Regions from separate parts of the Sus scrofa genome. Here all the other regions are linked to region 1. Evidence: chromatin contacts called from public HiChIP or PLAC-seq and promoter capture Hi-C data. All regions are on one chromosome and are shown on one strand. Each heading gives the region's core, a stretch centred on a gene start, on an enhancer-like site or on the middle of the called end of the contact. The rest is flanking DNA. Distances are from core to core; before and after follow the strand shown. Region 1 holds the start of LARP1B (la-related protein 1B). Region 2 holds the start of PGRMC2 (progesterone receptor membrane component 2). Region 3 holds the start of HSPA4L (heat shock 70 kDa protein 4L). Region 4 holds the start of PLK4 (serine/threonine-protein kinase PLK4).

What was found. Promoter capture Hi-C pulls out the DNA fragments that hold promoters and counts their contacts. HiChIP or PLAC-seq counts read pairs in DNA pulled down with a chosen protein or histone mark.
Region 2: an H3K27ac HiChIP or PLAC-seq map of skeletal muscle shows a contact between it and region 1. The contact joins the promoter of PGRMC2 here to the promoter of LARP1B in region 1. A contact is called at or near these places in 2 of 47 Hi-C or Micro-C datasets (heart right ventricle and liver) and 2 of 2 datasets of contacts at active chromatin or transcription factors (alveolar macrophages and skeletal muscle).
Region 3: a promoter capture Hi-C map of fetal liver shows a contact between it and region 1, with 2.8 times the contacts expected there. The contact joins the promoter of HSPA4L here to the promoter of LARP1B in region 1. A contact is called at or near these places in 2 of 5 promoter capture datasets (fetal liver and liver), 2 of 47 Hi-C or Micro-C datasets (heart right ventricle and liver) and 2 of 2 datasets of contacts at active chromatin or transcription factors (alveolar macrophages and skeletal muscle).
Region 4: an H3K27ac HiChIP or PLAC-seq map of alveolar macrophages shows a contact between it and region 1. The contact joins the promoter of PLK4 here to the promoter of LARP1B in region 1. A contact is called at or near these places in 1 of 5 promoter capture datasets (fetal liver), 4 of 47 Hi-C or Micro-C datasets (epiblast stem cells, heart right ventricle, liver and 1 more) and 2 of 2 datasets of contacts at active chromatin or transcription factors (alveolar macrophages and skeletal muscle).

What each region holds. Positions count from the first base shown.
Region 1 is chr8:96,854,269-96,857,605 of Sscrofa11.1, reverse strand. LARP1B (la-related protein 1B) reads left to right here and starts at 1,537. Exons shown (of 20, transcript XM_021101600.1): 1 at 1,537-1,657.
Region 2 is chr8:96,691,002-96,694,186 of Sscrofa11.1, reverse strand. PGRMC2 (progesterone receptor membrane component 2) reads right to left here and starts at 1,364. Exons shown (of 4, transcript NM_001097521.2): 1 at 1,191-1,364; 2 at 923-1,188. The coding sequence starts at 1,339. LOC102166663 (a long non-coding RNA gene) reads left to right here and starts at 619. Exons shown (of 5, transcript XR_002346425.1): 1 at 619-747.
Region 3 is chr8:97,086,749-97,089,841 of Sscrofa11.1, reverse strand. It overlaps HSPA4L (heat shock 70 kDa protein 4L), which reads left to right and starts at 1,602. Exons shown (of 20, transcript XM_021101609.1): 1 at 1,602-1,939. The coding sequence starts at 1,833.
Region 4 is chr8:97,011,361-97,014,570 of Sscrofa11.1, reverse strand. PLK4 (serine/threonine-protein kinase PLK4) reads left to right here and starts at 1,554. Exons shown (of 16, transcript XM_021101607.1): 1 at 1,554-2,060; 2 at 2,195-2,290. The coding sequence starts at 2,028. It overlaps LOC102167943 (a long non-coding RNA gene), which reads right to left and starts at 1,211. Exons shown (of 5, transcript XR_001298442.2): 1 at 1,059-1,211.

The DNA.
Region 1 (3,337 bases), core at 288-2,787:
AAAATGCTCAACATCACTAATTATCAGAGAAATGTAAATCAAAGTTGCAATTAGGTACCATCTCACACCAGTCAGAATGGCCATCATTAATAAGTCCACAAATAACAAACTCTGGAGAGGGTATGGAGAAAGGGGAACCCTCTTACATTACTGGTGAGAATGTAAATTGGTACAACTATGGAAAACAGTATGGAGGTACCTCAGAAAACTAAATATAGAACTACCACATAACCCAGCAATCCCACTCTTGGGCATCTATACAGACAAACCTTTCCTTGAAAAGGACACATGCACCCTTATGTTCACTGAAGCACTATTCACAATATCAAAGATATGGAAAAAACCCAAATGTCCATGACAGATGATTGGATTAAGAAGATGTGGTGTATATACACAATGGAATACTACTCAGCCATAAAAAAGAACAAAATAATGTGATTTGCAGCGACATGGATGGAACTAGAGACTCATATTAAGTGAAACCAGAAAGAAAAAAGACAAATACCATATGCTATCACTTATATCTGGAATGTAATTTATGGCACAAATGAACCTATCTACAGAAAAGAAACAAACTCATGGGCATGGAGAACAGACTTACAGTAGCCAAGGGCAAGGGGAGGGAGTGGGATGGACTGGGAGTTTGGGGTTAGTAGATGCAAACTACTGCATTTGGAGTGGACAAGCAATGCGATCCTGCCAGAACATGATGGAGGATATTGTGAAAAAAAGAATGTATATATAACTGGGTCACTTTGCTATACAGCAAAAATTGACGGAACATTATAAATCAACATTATAGTTTTGATTTAAAAAAATTTTAAAGAGCATAGACAAAAACAAAACAAAATTTAAAAACCGATGACAAAGCATTATCAATTTGTTTTACTCGTGGGCGGGAATAGGGGCGGGAATAGGGGCGGGAAAGTGCACTAAATTCAGCTCCTGGGCAAAGGTCTCATAAAGATGCCTACAGATCACACTGTTTTTATTTTGGACGTGGCTCAAGTTACAGGTGACCACAGTGCCCCGAAGAGCCAGTAGGAAACTTTTTCATGGGGCGAGGCAACAGACGCAAGGGGCAAAGTTGCCCTGTGGGTGACCCCTGTCCATTCCGGAGCTGCCCAAGCCAAGATTATCCCCCTCGCCTGGAGTCAACTCCACTTAAGGGCTAGGGGTAAATCCACCGCCCAGCCGGGCGCCACGTGCGCAGCCCGCCCCGCCCCTCGCTCGCAGCCTGTCGAAGTCTGGCGCGAGCCAGCCGCGTGTCACAGAGGCCCTGTGCACGTCCCGCCCCTGCTCCCGCAGAGGGGGCCGCGGTAGCCGGGGAGCTGGGGAATCGCCCTGTTCGCCCTCCTTCCCCCTCGGCGGGCCGCTGCGGTGGGGCCCGCCCTCAAGCAGGGCGGCACCCAGCCGGGCGCTTCAGTCAACTACCGCCGGCGGCGGCCTGGCGAGGGCAGGAGCGGGTGAGTAGTCAGTCACGTCACGCTCCTTCGGTAGGCCCCGCCCCCTCTCCGTCCTTTCGGACCTCCCCCTCTACGCCCCCCGCCTCCGCCCCCGCGAGCAGTTACCGGCTCTGGGAGCGCGCGCGCCTCCTTCACTCCGCTAGAGGTCCTCCGTCCTCGGCTTGCGGTGCTTCCGCTGCTCTCCGCGCCAGGTGAGGGCTCGCGGCTCCCGGCTGCGGCGCCCGGCGCGTGTTGGCAGCTTCGGGCTTGCGCCGCTGAGGCGGGCTGAACCAGCGGGCGGTTAGCGCCCCGTTCGACGCGGGGAGGGGCGGCACGCCGGGCGCTGCACCGCCTCTGCCGACGCGGGCGGCCGTGGCGGCGGCGGCGGCGACTGTAGCCGGGCTCTCGGGTTCTCTGCCCCAGGCCGGAGCCAGTCGGTGTCCCGCCGGAGAGACGGGCAGCCGGGTTCCCTGGGCCCAGGCCCCCCCGGGCTGGGGCGGCTGGGGCAAGGGAACGATGTCTGCTCGCGCCCCGGTGCCCGCCGCTCACCGTCGGGAGGAGCCGCCCGCGGCAGCTGCTGAGAGGGAGTCGCTGTCTGCCGCGGCGAGCCGACAGGCGGAGCAGCTGCCTGCGCCCGAACGGGAGGGCAAAGAGGCGGCGAGGGAGGAGCGGGCCCCGGCCGCCACCAGCGCGGGGGCGCGAGGAGAGCCGTCGCCGGCGCCAGTGCTGGGACGCAGCGTGCCCCAGGCGGCTGTGCCCGTGAAGCCTCTGGCGCTGCACCTGGCGCACAAGGCGCGAGGGCCAGGGGGCCCCTTCGGTGGGGAGCCGCCGCCACCGCTGTCCCGGGACCCGCCGGCCAAGGAAGCCCGGGAGGAGGAGGTGGCGGCTGGCTCCGAGGAAAAGCTGCAGCCACCGCCGCTACCGCCGCCGCCGCCGAAGGAGAACCCCTGGACCAAAAAGCCTCCCCAGCACCTGTCCCCCGCCGGGACGGGGCTGCCGCCGCTTCCCCCACTGGAAACCCTGGAGGCAGGTCTGTGGTTCCTCTGCGGTGGTCACCGGGAGGGTGTGTGAGGGGAGACTCTAGTGGCTGGGGGAGGGGCAGCCCTCCTTTCCCTGTCAATCGGAGGTGTATCGTTCCAAGGTGTCATTCACTCTGCCTATTTACATAAATGGACATCTGGGAAGGGAGCTGCAGGAAGAGGTGGGACCTCGGGTTCTCCTTGACTGGTGGGGGCACGGCGAGGGTGAAAGAGCTGAGCCACTCGGCTGGCATGGCCCCAGTTCTGCCTTGCCCCCACGTGTTAGTGACATGGGAAAGTTGACTTAGGGGAGACGTTGCTGTTTGTCCCATAGAAAAGTTTCTGTGGACTTTTAAAAAAGGGGTGGAGCAAAGGTGTTTATTTGTAAAGTGGAAGCGCAACTGCGGTTTTTTTCTGGTGAAAGAATTGATAAGCTGAAAATCGCAGTCTTTTGTTTTTGTTGTTTTTTAAACAGTGCTAAGAAGTATTAGAAACTGTACCGTAGTTGCTACTAAAAAGCTTTGGGTTGATGATTTTGGTGGCAAATAATTGAAATAGGATAGTGCATTCACATTAGGTAGTCTTCTAACATCCAATTAGCTCTTTTTCCTTTTAGAGGAGATAAGATTATGCCACTGTACTTGAATGCCGACCAATGATGCACTGTGACCCTTGGTGTTTTATTTTGATTATGGCAACTACAGTTTTTGGGTGTTTTTTTTTTTTTTTCTTTTTTTAAGTTGAAATACTAAATAAAATGAGGACAAAAAGCAGTATCTCCTAGTTTTGCTTTCTAGTTAAGTTGTAGTAAATTGAACTTTTCATGTAGAAAACTGTTTACTTAACATAACTTCACTTAAAGGTTAACAGTGA
Region 2 (3,185 bases), core at 115-2,614, 160 kb after region 1:
AGCAACCTAAATATACACAGCTCTCTAAACGCAAAGTTCCAAAAACTTTTGGCTTGCAAAACTGGTGCGGGGTGGGGGTGGGGGGGTATGAATTTATAGCTCTTTTTTTTTCCTCAGTGAAAATACAATAAGTCATAATCAACGTGTATTTGAATACCTGCCTTCCTACTACCAAAAAAAAAAAAAAAAAAAAAAGAAAAAGAGAAAGAAACCGGACAGGCATGCCTGCTAGGTATATGAGCTCCACCCCCAAAACTCAGGGCGAATACCCTTGCCAGTATTTACTAGGATCTGCATTCTGGTATGCTTCATCTCACATTCATTGTTAATCTTGGAAAGCGTCTCCATACTAAAACTATTTTTTTTTAAGGTTGAAGTGTTGCTTATGTACCCGGACTTCATAGAGGGTTGGGACTTGGAGCTACGTGTACCTAAACGTGGCCCTATGAGTACTAGTAGAGAGAAAAGGGACATCAGTGGCAAAAAAAGAGTAAAGAAAGGAAAGCTGTGAATTACAGGGCCAAAAACTTTAGGTCCCTACTTTAGAAATTTTCCTTCTCTCCTGCCCACTACCATCCCAGGAGCTACAGTCTGAGGGCCAAGGTGACTGACGACAACTAAAAGGATTTTTTAAAACTCAGCACAAGAAAAAGCTGCGAGAAGAGTTGGGAAGAGAGAAAGATAAGAACTGAGAGCTGGTTCCTGGGACAACACTGGGACCCCGACTTCGGGGGAGAAACGCTGGAGGTGCCCGCGGCTGGGCTGGGTTGGGGACGGGCTGTCTCAGGTGCGGCAGACAAGGCGCGGGGGTCCAGATGTCGAGAAGGCTGCCAAACTAACCCGGTGCCCACGGGCCCTCCCATCAGAGGGGGGTCGCGCTTGATCTGCAGGGGGTCCTCACCCTCCCCTTCCAACTCCTCACCCGGGCCGTAGAACTTGCTGCCTTTGGTCACGTCGAAGACTTTCCCATTGACCGCGAGTAGGATGCGCGGCGTGCGGGACCCGTCATACTGGCGCAGCTGCTCCAAGCTGAAGTCCCGCTTCTTCATACGAGGCAGAGAAGCGGCTGGGCTCTCCTCGCCTGCCCCGGCTCCGGCGCCCAGACCCCGCCGCCCCCAGCGCACCCACAGCCGGTAGGCCCCCAGCAGCACTAGCGCCACCAGCGCCACGTTCAGCAGCATCTCCCCGCCCCCGTCAGAAGCGCCAACGCCGCTGTCGCCCAACCGCCCCCTTCTGCTGCCTCTCCCGCGCCGCCTGGGCTCTCGCTGCTGCCGTCGCTGCTGCTCTCGCTGCCACTCCCTAGGGTGCCTAGCTTCACGTCCCCATCACCCGCCGCCATCACTGCCCGCCAGCGCCTTCCTCCTCCTCCCCGCCCCCTGCCCGCCCCAACCTCACGGGGGCCCCGCCCATATGGGGGCCTCTCAGCCAATAACGTGAGGGTAGGGGGCGGGGCCAGATGGGCTCCCGATTGGGTGTTGACGGGGTAACGTTGTCTAGGATCCCTCCTCCACCTCCCTTCTTTTGCAGGCCGCGCTCGCGTGCGGCGCCCCGCCTACCTCGCCCCACACTTCCCTGCTTTTGCCCGTCATCTCTTCTAGTTGAAGTAGAAGGGGCGGTCCTGAAAAGATGCTGCGCGGGACGCGCGCGCGCATAGGCGGGGCAAAATTACTGCGCGTGCGCGGGTTCCGGGGCGCCACGCGCTCTCCTTTCCAATGCAACCCCTTCGGAAGGCACGCTCCGCCCAGTCCCCTCGCTGTGCGCGTGCGCCTAAAAGTCTCTTCCCTTCCCAGGCCTGGGTTGGCGTCCGCGAGCAGTTGCCTGTCTCTTGTCGCTCCGCCCGTGAGCTTCACGTGCGCCGAGGCTGCTGCTGAGGCGGGGCGGTCCCGGATTCCTTTCTGAGGGCATGAGTGGCTAGTGCGAGGCCTCGGCATAGTATTAACTGCTTTCGCAAATCGGTGAGGGGTGTCTCTCCCCTTGGACGCCGTCGCGCCCGTCCGGAAGCTATGAGCGTGGGCACTCAGGCAAAGCTACCGCCAGAAGTTTTGGCGATGAGCTGGTCTCCTGGCGCAGAGAGTGTACATAGAACCCGCATTGGAATTGTTTGGCAAAAGGAATCTACGTGCTGTCTGCGACAACGAGTAGCCACTCCCCAGTGGTTTTGGCCAAGGCTACTCTTGTCCAGTTTTCTTTCAGGTTTCAGTCTAAAGGTGTTATTCCTTAAGTCGTAATTTCTGGGGCGGTAGGGAAGTAGATGGGATAAGGTGGCCCTTCAATTCATTAGTTTAGCTTTATTTACAGTTTCTTTTCATCTACCTGGGCGTTGTAGAGTCTTAGCCTCACGTCCTTAAAATTCGGGTATAAGTGTCACCTGTGAAGCCTCATTCTGGATCTTTCACCTCACGCGCGCTCTCTTCATTTCACATACTCCCTTAGGCCTGAGTCTGTTTTTCTGCGTCTCAGTCTATGCCCCGCCCCGCCAAGCTGCTGTAAACTACTCTTGTGGTGAATGAAGGTTGTATCAGGGGAGTAACGGTTTCCGTTTAATCTTGAGGAATTGATGAGATGGAGGAGAGACGTGGGGGAGTATGGTATGCATATTAGGGAAACTAAGTGGTCCACTTTGGCTTTAAGTACTGAAGAGGGGCAAAGTCTGGAAAACTGAAATTTTAGTCTTTTGTATCAAGGGGTAGACTTGGGCTTTATATTGCCGGTTTTGGAGAAGCCACTGAAGATATTGAAGGGGCAAGTGACAGATGAGAGCTCTAGAGAGATTATCTACTGGGATTAGTATGAAAGATTGGAGTGGGGAAAAGAATGGGAAACCAGTTAGTAGGCTTCCGTATTTGTGCAAGAAGTGAGGGCTCACAGAACTAATTGTGCCATGAGAGCAAGGGTCTGCAGGCTTTTCTTTTTTTAAAGGGCCAGATATTAATATTTTAGGCATATTTGTCATAATTACTGAACTCTGCCTTGTAGTGAGAAAGCCTCTATTGACAGTATTTAAAGGAGTGAGCATGACTGTACCCAGTAAAACTTTATGAACACTGAAACTTCAATATATTTTTAGATATCATGAAATAGCATTCTTTTGACTTTTTTCCAATCATTTAAAAATGTAAAACTTTTTGTTGTTGTTGTTGTTTTAGGGCCACACCTGTGGCCATATGGAGGTTCCCAGGTTAGGG
Region 3 (3,093 bases), core at 353-2,852, 230 kb before region 1:
GAGATGGAAGGGAAGTGTCATTCTTTAAGGCAGCAAGACCAGAGCCAGAACATTACTGTACATTAGAGCTTCTTCAGCACTGCCCTTGAACATGGATTTCATGTTTCTCATAGCAACAGCAGCAGGAGCTATAGCCACCCTTGTTGCTGCTGCTGTTGCAGCATTGATAGTGGTAAAAAGTCTAAGTTCTTTTAAGAAGCGGACAAATAAGGACAATGAGCGTACTAAAAAACCTCGTAAAAAAGTCTCATTCATGATACCAACAAATAGGAAACAAGAAACACATGACAAATTGGGCAAGAAGGAAAAGAAATCGCACAAGGAATTGGGCGAGAAGGAACAGGCAATCCAAGAAGACCTGAATGTCAAGGAACAGAAGCACGAAGAACTGGATGACAAGGAACAGGAAACCCACGAAGAACTGAACAGCAAGGTACAGAAAACCTACGAAAAACTGAACAAAGAACATGAAACCCACAGAGAAAAGAACGAGAGCCAAACATCGTAAGTGAACACTATAACTTGGTTAAGTTTCAGACAGATGACAGATGGTGTTCAAATGAAGAAAGCAAATAGCTGGGCCATAGGAGGCTCTTTTCCTGTGGACAAAGGGCAGAGGCTGGAGGCAATGCACAGGCTTGCCCGATGGCAGAGACACCTAGACATAAGGTTGCTTTCCTGTAAAACTGGTTTTCAGAGGAAAAGCTAAGTGGAGGAGATCGCAGCTTTTAGGATAGTGTGAGGACAGTTACGTGAACGGAAAAATTGTCAGTATGTCATTTCTTGACATAAGTGGTTTTTTGGTTTTGGCTTGCTTTTTGGTACTTCAATCCCTGGTAAGGGGAAAAACAAAAACAAAAACACCCTAAAATGTGTTCATTTGGCTTTCACACAAAACACCATAGTTTGCGAAGAGAAAAGGCTTGGGATCGGCGGCGCCCCTTGGGGAGAGGCGAGGCCGCCACTGTCCGCACAATGGGCGCCACCTCACAGAGCCAAGCGTGGCGGGCGGGGGGCGAGGTCGCGCAGACTGACTGCCAGCGCGCCGGACTGCGGCACATGGCCCCTTCGGGGCGGCGAGGCCGGCGGGTGGGTGCTGGGGCTGCGGAGCGGCCCTCGGAGGGAAAAAGCGAGGCGGCGGCACCGGGCCAGCATCCGCCAGCCGGCGCGTCCGACTCGGGGTAGGCCTGGGCACTGTCCTGCCGCTGTATCTGGCCAGTCTCCGTTGCCAAAACAACCCGAAGGGGTCCTTCCAAACACGTGGGCAAACGGCCGTGCGGGCAGCAGCTTTCTACTAGCCCAACCGCACTGCGCCCAGCTGCCGCGCGGTGGCGAGCGAGCCAGCTCTGTTTCCCCTCCCCTCTACTCTCCCTGATCCTCCCCTCTCCCCCTTCTCCTCCCTCCCACTCCCGGCTGGCTCAGCTGCCTCCATTTTCCAGATCTTTCTCGAACCCGCAGCTCCTCGGGCAGCCGTTGCCCGAGTGCTGACGGAAGCGGCCGAAGTCGAGGTCGGGAGCAGCCTCCGGCGCGGAGCGGCAGCTCGTGCGCCTCCCCGGCGGCCGAGCGCGCAGGCGCAGACCCCAGTAACTGCCGGTTGGAGGCGGCCGAACCGCAGTGGAGAGAGACCAGGGCGGCGGAGGTTGCGGCGCAGGCGGCCTCCACCTCCTCCGAGGTTCCCCAACGCACTGCCCTAGATTTATTGCGCAGCTGCTTGGGGTCATCTCTTCTTTGCTTCTCGTAGGAGTCGCAATTCCAGGAGCAATAGCCCAAACGAGGACGCGGTTCCCGCACAGAGGGCTTCAGCACCATCTCCCCGACCATTAGGCGGCGGGATGTCTGTGGTTGGCATTGACCTCGGCTTTCTCAACTGCTACATCGCAGTAGCGAGGAGTGGCGGCATCGAAACCATCGCTAATGAGTACAGCGATAGGTGTACCCCGTAAGTGCCTTGTCTGTTCATAACCCTAGAAAACGTTTTATCCTGACCCTTAAGTTTGTTCCGCCTGCTGCTTCCTTCTGATGCGCAGAACTCGGAGATGACAGGTGAGGTCCATCAGTTGCAACCGCGGGTTGGCGGGCCCAGGTGGGAATCGGGCTTCCCCGCCCCGCGAAGCTGCTTTTCCTTCAAGGACAAGGGATTTAACTCTAATAGTTCGTGCATATCTCCTTTCTGTACCCACACACACCTCCCCCATATCCCCACCCCACGCCTCTGTCCCCTGGCGGCCCGGCTTTAGTTTTTTGGTAAGGGGTTGATGTGGGATCACTTCAATGTCCTGAATATTAGAGAAATATCTTTGGTTACCCCTCCCTAGTGGGGCTTGTGTGGGATTATTGGCCGCAGGCAGGTGTCCCCGCTGTGTAAAAGATTCCTTATTCGTTCTGCCTTAACTCCTTTCCGCAAATGTCTGCGTGACAGCTTTCTCTCAGAAAAGTAAGACATGAAAGCTTAAGCTGCATACATCAGAAGATGAGTTGCAAGTTCACCTGGGCCAGAAAGCTTTTTTTTTTTTTTTTTTTTTTTTAAGAAGGGGTTGAAGTGTTCAGGGTTTTAACTCCGTGTCCTTGAGAATAGAGGTAATCGGACTAGTTTCCAGGGGCTCGGGTTAATGGTGCACTAATGGGGAGAGCATCAGGGATGGGAGTCACTGGCTTCAGGTGTTGGTAAGGATCGTCCACTAAAGTAGTGGAATTAGAACCTACTCAAAGCGTGTTTCTACAGAATTGTTGGAGAGTCTGAGGTGGCTGTCTTGTGTAAACATGATTGTGAAGTGTTTCTATTATGAACAATTGATGAAGGAAGGAGAGGCATTATGTCATGGAAACATGTTTCCACATGTTTGTTTCTCTGGTCTGGGAAGTTTGTTAGCAGGGAATGTAAGACCAGGATTGTGAAAAACTAGCTTCTTATTGTAGGCTGTTGTTGCCAGTGATTTTATGAGCAAACCAACTGTTCATGTCTTAACTTTCTGTGGAGAGGAAACTAAGTATATTAATTTGCCCCTTCTGAATGGTCCAAAGTATAACACTTTAAATATAAGACTAATCTTGTCAAAGACCAGTGTTAAGCCTTTTAAATAATTATATTATGAA
Region 4 (3,210 bases), core at 305-2,804, 160 kb before region 1:
CGATGATACTTGGGGAAGCTATGCATGTTTAGGTGGCAGGAGTATATGGGAACTCTCCATATCTTCCACTTAATTTTGCTGTAAATTTTAAACTGCCCTAGAAATACTGTCTTAAAAAGTCGATATAATACCTGATATTAACAATAAAGCGTAGATACCACCACCACTACCCCCAAACCCCACAATATCAGCAAACTATAGGAACTTTTGAAAATGTAATGGCAAAAACAAGTATAAATGGAAGACTGGACACTGGAACCAAGTACTCAAGCATTATAACATTTAAAGAAGTATTTCCAGAAACGAAGGGAAAAGTTGATTTTTCTCTGAACAGGGTTTTTACACAGCTTGAAGGTAGACAAACTTAATATACCCATTAATGTAAAGAAAAGAGCTTTCCCTTTAGAAAGTTTTTGAAGTAGTTCTCTGCTACATATCCTTGTTGAATACAACAATCTTATCATCTGATAAAGTGTATCGTACCAAATTTAAAGGTCTTTTTTGACCAGTCTATTAACACGTGTGTGAGATCTCTTAAATGTGAGTTATTATCCAAATGACATATATTTACTATTTACCAAAATACAGTTTATTTTCTATTTACTTATTTATTTATTGTCTTTTGTCATTTCAGGGCCGCACCCTGGGCACACAGAGGTGCCTAGGCTAGGAACAGCTGCTGGCCTATACTACAGCCACAGAAACTTGGGATCCGAGCCATATCTGCGACCTACGCCACAGGTGACCACGATGCCAAATCCTTAACCCACTGAGTGAGGCCAGGGATCCAACCCGCAAGCTCATGGTTCCTAGTCAAGAGTCGTATCCGCTAAGCCACGAGGGGAACTCCCAGTTTATTTTCTTTAAGCACCTTACACATTTTTTACAGTTATGAAAAACTGGAGTAAGCATTGGGGAGTAATGGAATGCTTACATCAGGTAATTTTTTTCCCTTGTGCTGTTCCACCAAGTTTAAACATTTGAAATTTAATTATCGTTGTAAACCCTTTACAGAACTGGAATAAGTAGCTTTTCAGACAGTGAGGTAAATAACTGACCGGTTGTAAATGCCTCATATTTCAGGCTGCCTTTTTTACTGTCTCGCGCAGGTCTTCCACAACTTAGAATGCCAACTCTTGCTTCCAAGCTGTAAGGTGCAGAAGCACTTCCGGTCTTCGGTCCAGAGACTAGCCGGGAAGGAGCCTAACACGCATGCGCGCCCCGGCGCAGCCTCTCCGCAACTACCCGTCTCGTTACGTCACCTCCAACCTCCCTTGACGGCAACCGGCGGGAGTTTTTCAAAATGGGAGCGCGAAGGCGCCACCCAGTCCTCGGAAGGTGCCTGGGAGACCTTTCCGTGGCTGTACTGTCGTCGCCAGGAGCGGCGGCCTAGAGAGCCGAGCCTGATGGGCGCCAAGACCCGCTGGCTGCTTGGAGCGCTGCCTCGAAAAGACTTCGTGAAGGGAGCTAATCCGGGAAGCACGGGCCGGGACCTAGAAATATGGCGACGTGCATCGGGGAGAAGATCGAGGTGAAAAGACTCGGCACTGCTCAGTAGGGCGAGTGGGAGTCGGAGTGTTGGGACTCGAGACCCTGGCTGGAAGGGGATCGGGCGAAGCTAACTGCCGCGGGGCGGGCGCCGAGGTGCTTTGGGAGGGTCCCAACCGCCGGGAGCCCGGCTGTTTTAAGGGCGGAGCGGCCCGCCCCTCACAGACGCGGGGGCGGTGAGACAGGTGTGTTGCTCGCAGCTCCGCCCTTCTGTTCCTAGACTCCAAGGCTTCTGGTCTGCGATCCCGCTCCAGCTGCCGCGCTTAGAGCAGAGCAAGACTGTCTCCCCTTTTTTCAAGGGGATGGCGGTTACCTCCGGCGGGAGCTGCGGCGGGATTCTCTTCAGGCGCTCAGCTCTCAGGGGGTTGGCTGGAGGTGGGAGGAGGGTGCTGAGGCTACACTGAAGTTGCGGAGCCAGACTTAGGATATTCTATCTAGAGCCCAGCCTGGAAGCTCAGCGAGACCTGCAAGGCATCAACATGCTTTCCACCCCAGACACCTGCTGTATTGAGGTGTAATATCTGCTTGAATTTTGAATGCAAATTCCCCTCTTGATCCATTTTCTCTTCTTTTCCAGCCCCTTCCTATTTTTTCCCTTTCTCCTTCTGAAAGTTGTCACACACATTCTTTAATTTTGACTTTTAAGGATTTTAAAGTTGGAAATCTGCTTGGTAAAGGATCATTTGCTGGTGTCTACAGAGCTGAGTCCATTCACACTGGTTTGGAAGTTGCAATCAAAATGGTAAGAATTTTGTAATCAACTTCTTTGCAGGTAACAAGAGATATTTGCTATTTGAAATGTCAGAAACTCCTTACCTGCCAGCCTTTTCTTTATGGTATAAAAATCCCACTGCTTAGGCAGGAGACAGTAGTTCCAAGTCCACCATTTGAACATAAGGTTATCGTAGGAGATCCTTGACCATACTTAAATAACATCTTCAGTACTGTTCATTATACCTGGTATCTAATTATGTGTACTTGGAATAATCGGTAGCGATCAAAGAACAAAAAATAACTTTAAAATAATAAGAATACACTTGTGCATAGTTCTATATTACACTGTAGCAAGCTAAAATACTGTTCTTTTTATCAGAAGTCAGTCTAGGGAGTTCCTGTCGTGGCTCAGTGGTTAACGAATCTGACTAGGAACCATGAGGTTTCGGGTTCGATCCCTGGCCTCACTCAGTGGGTTATGGATCCGGCATTACTGTGAGCTGTGGTGTAGGTTGCAGACGAGGCTCTGATCTCGTGTAGCTGTGGCTGTGGCATAGACTGGTGGCTACAGCTCCAATTGGACCCTTAGCCTGGGATCCTATATATGCCACGGGTGCAGCCCTAGAAAAGACAAAAAGACAAAAAAAAAAAAAAAAAGTCAGTCAGTAGGAGTAACATAAGCAAATTAAGAAACACTTATCTATACTAGTAGGAAAAAGGAAGGATAGTTTTGTTTTAAAGCTTGCTAAATTTTTATTATTATACATAATGATATTTGAGCTATTAAATTTTTTGTTTATTTTATTTCACTTGCTTTTTAGGGCCACACCTGTGGCATATGGAAATTACCAGGCTAGGGGCTGAATCATAATTACAGCTGCTGGCCTAAACCACAGCCACAGCAACACCAGGTCCTTAACCCACTGAGCTAGGCCAGGGATCAAACCT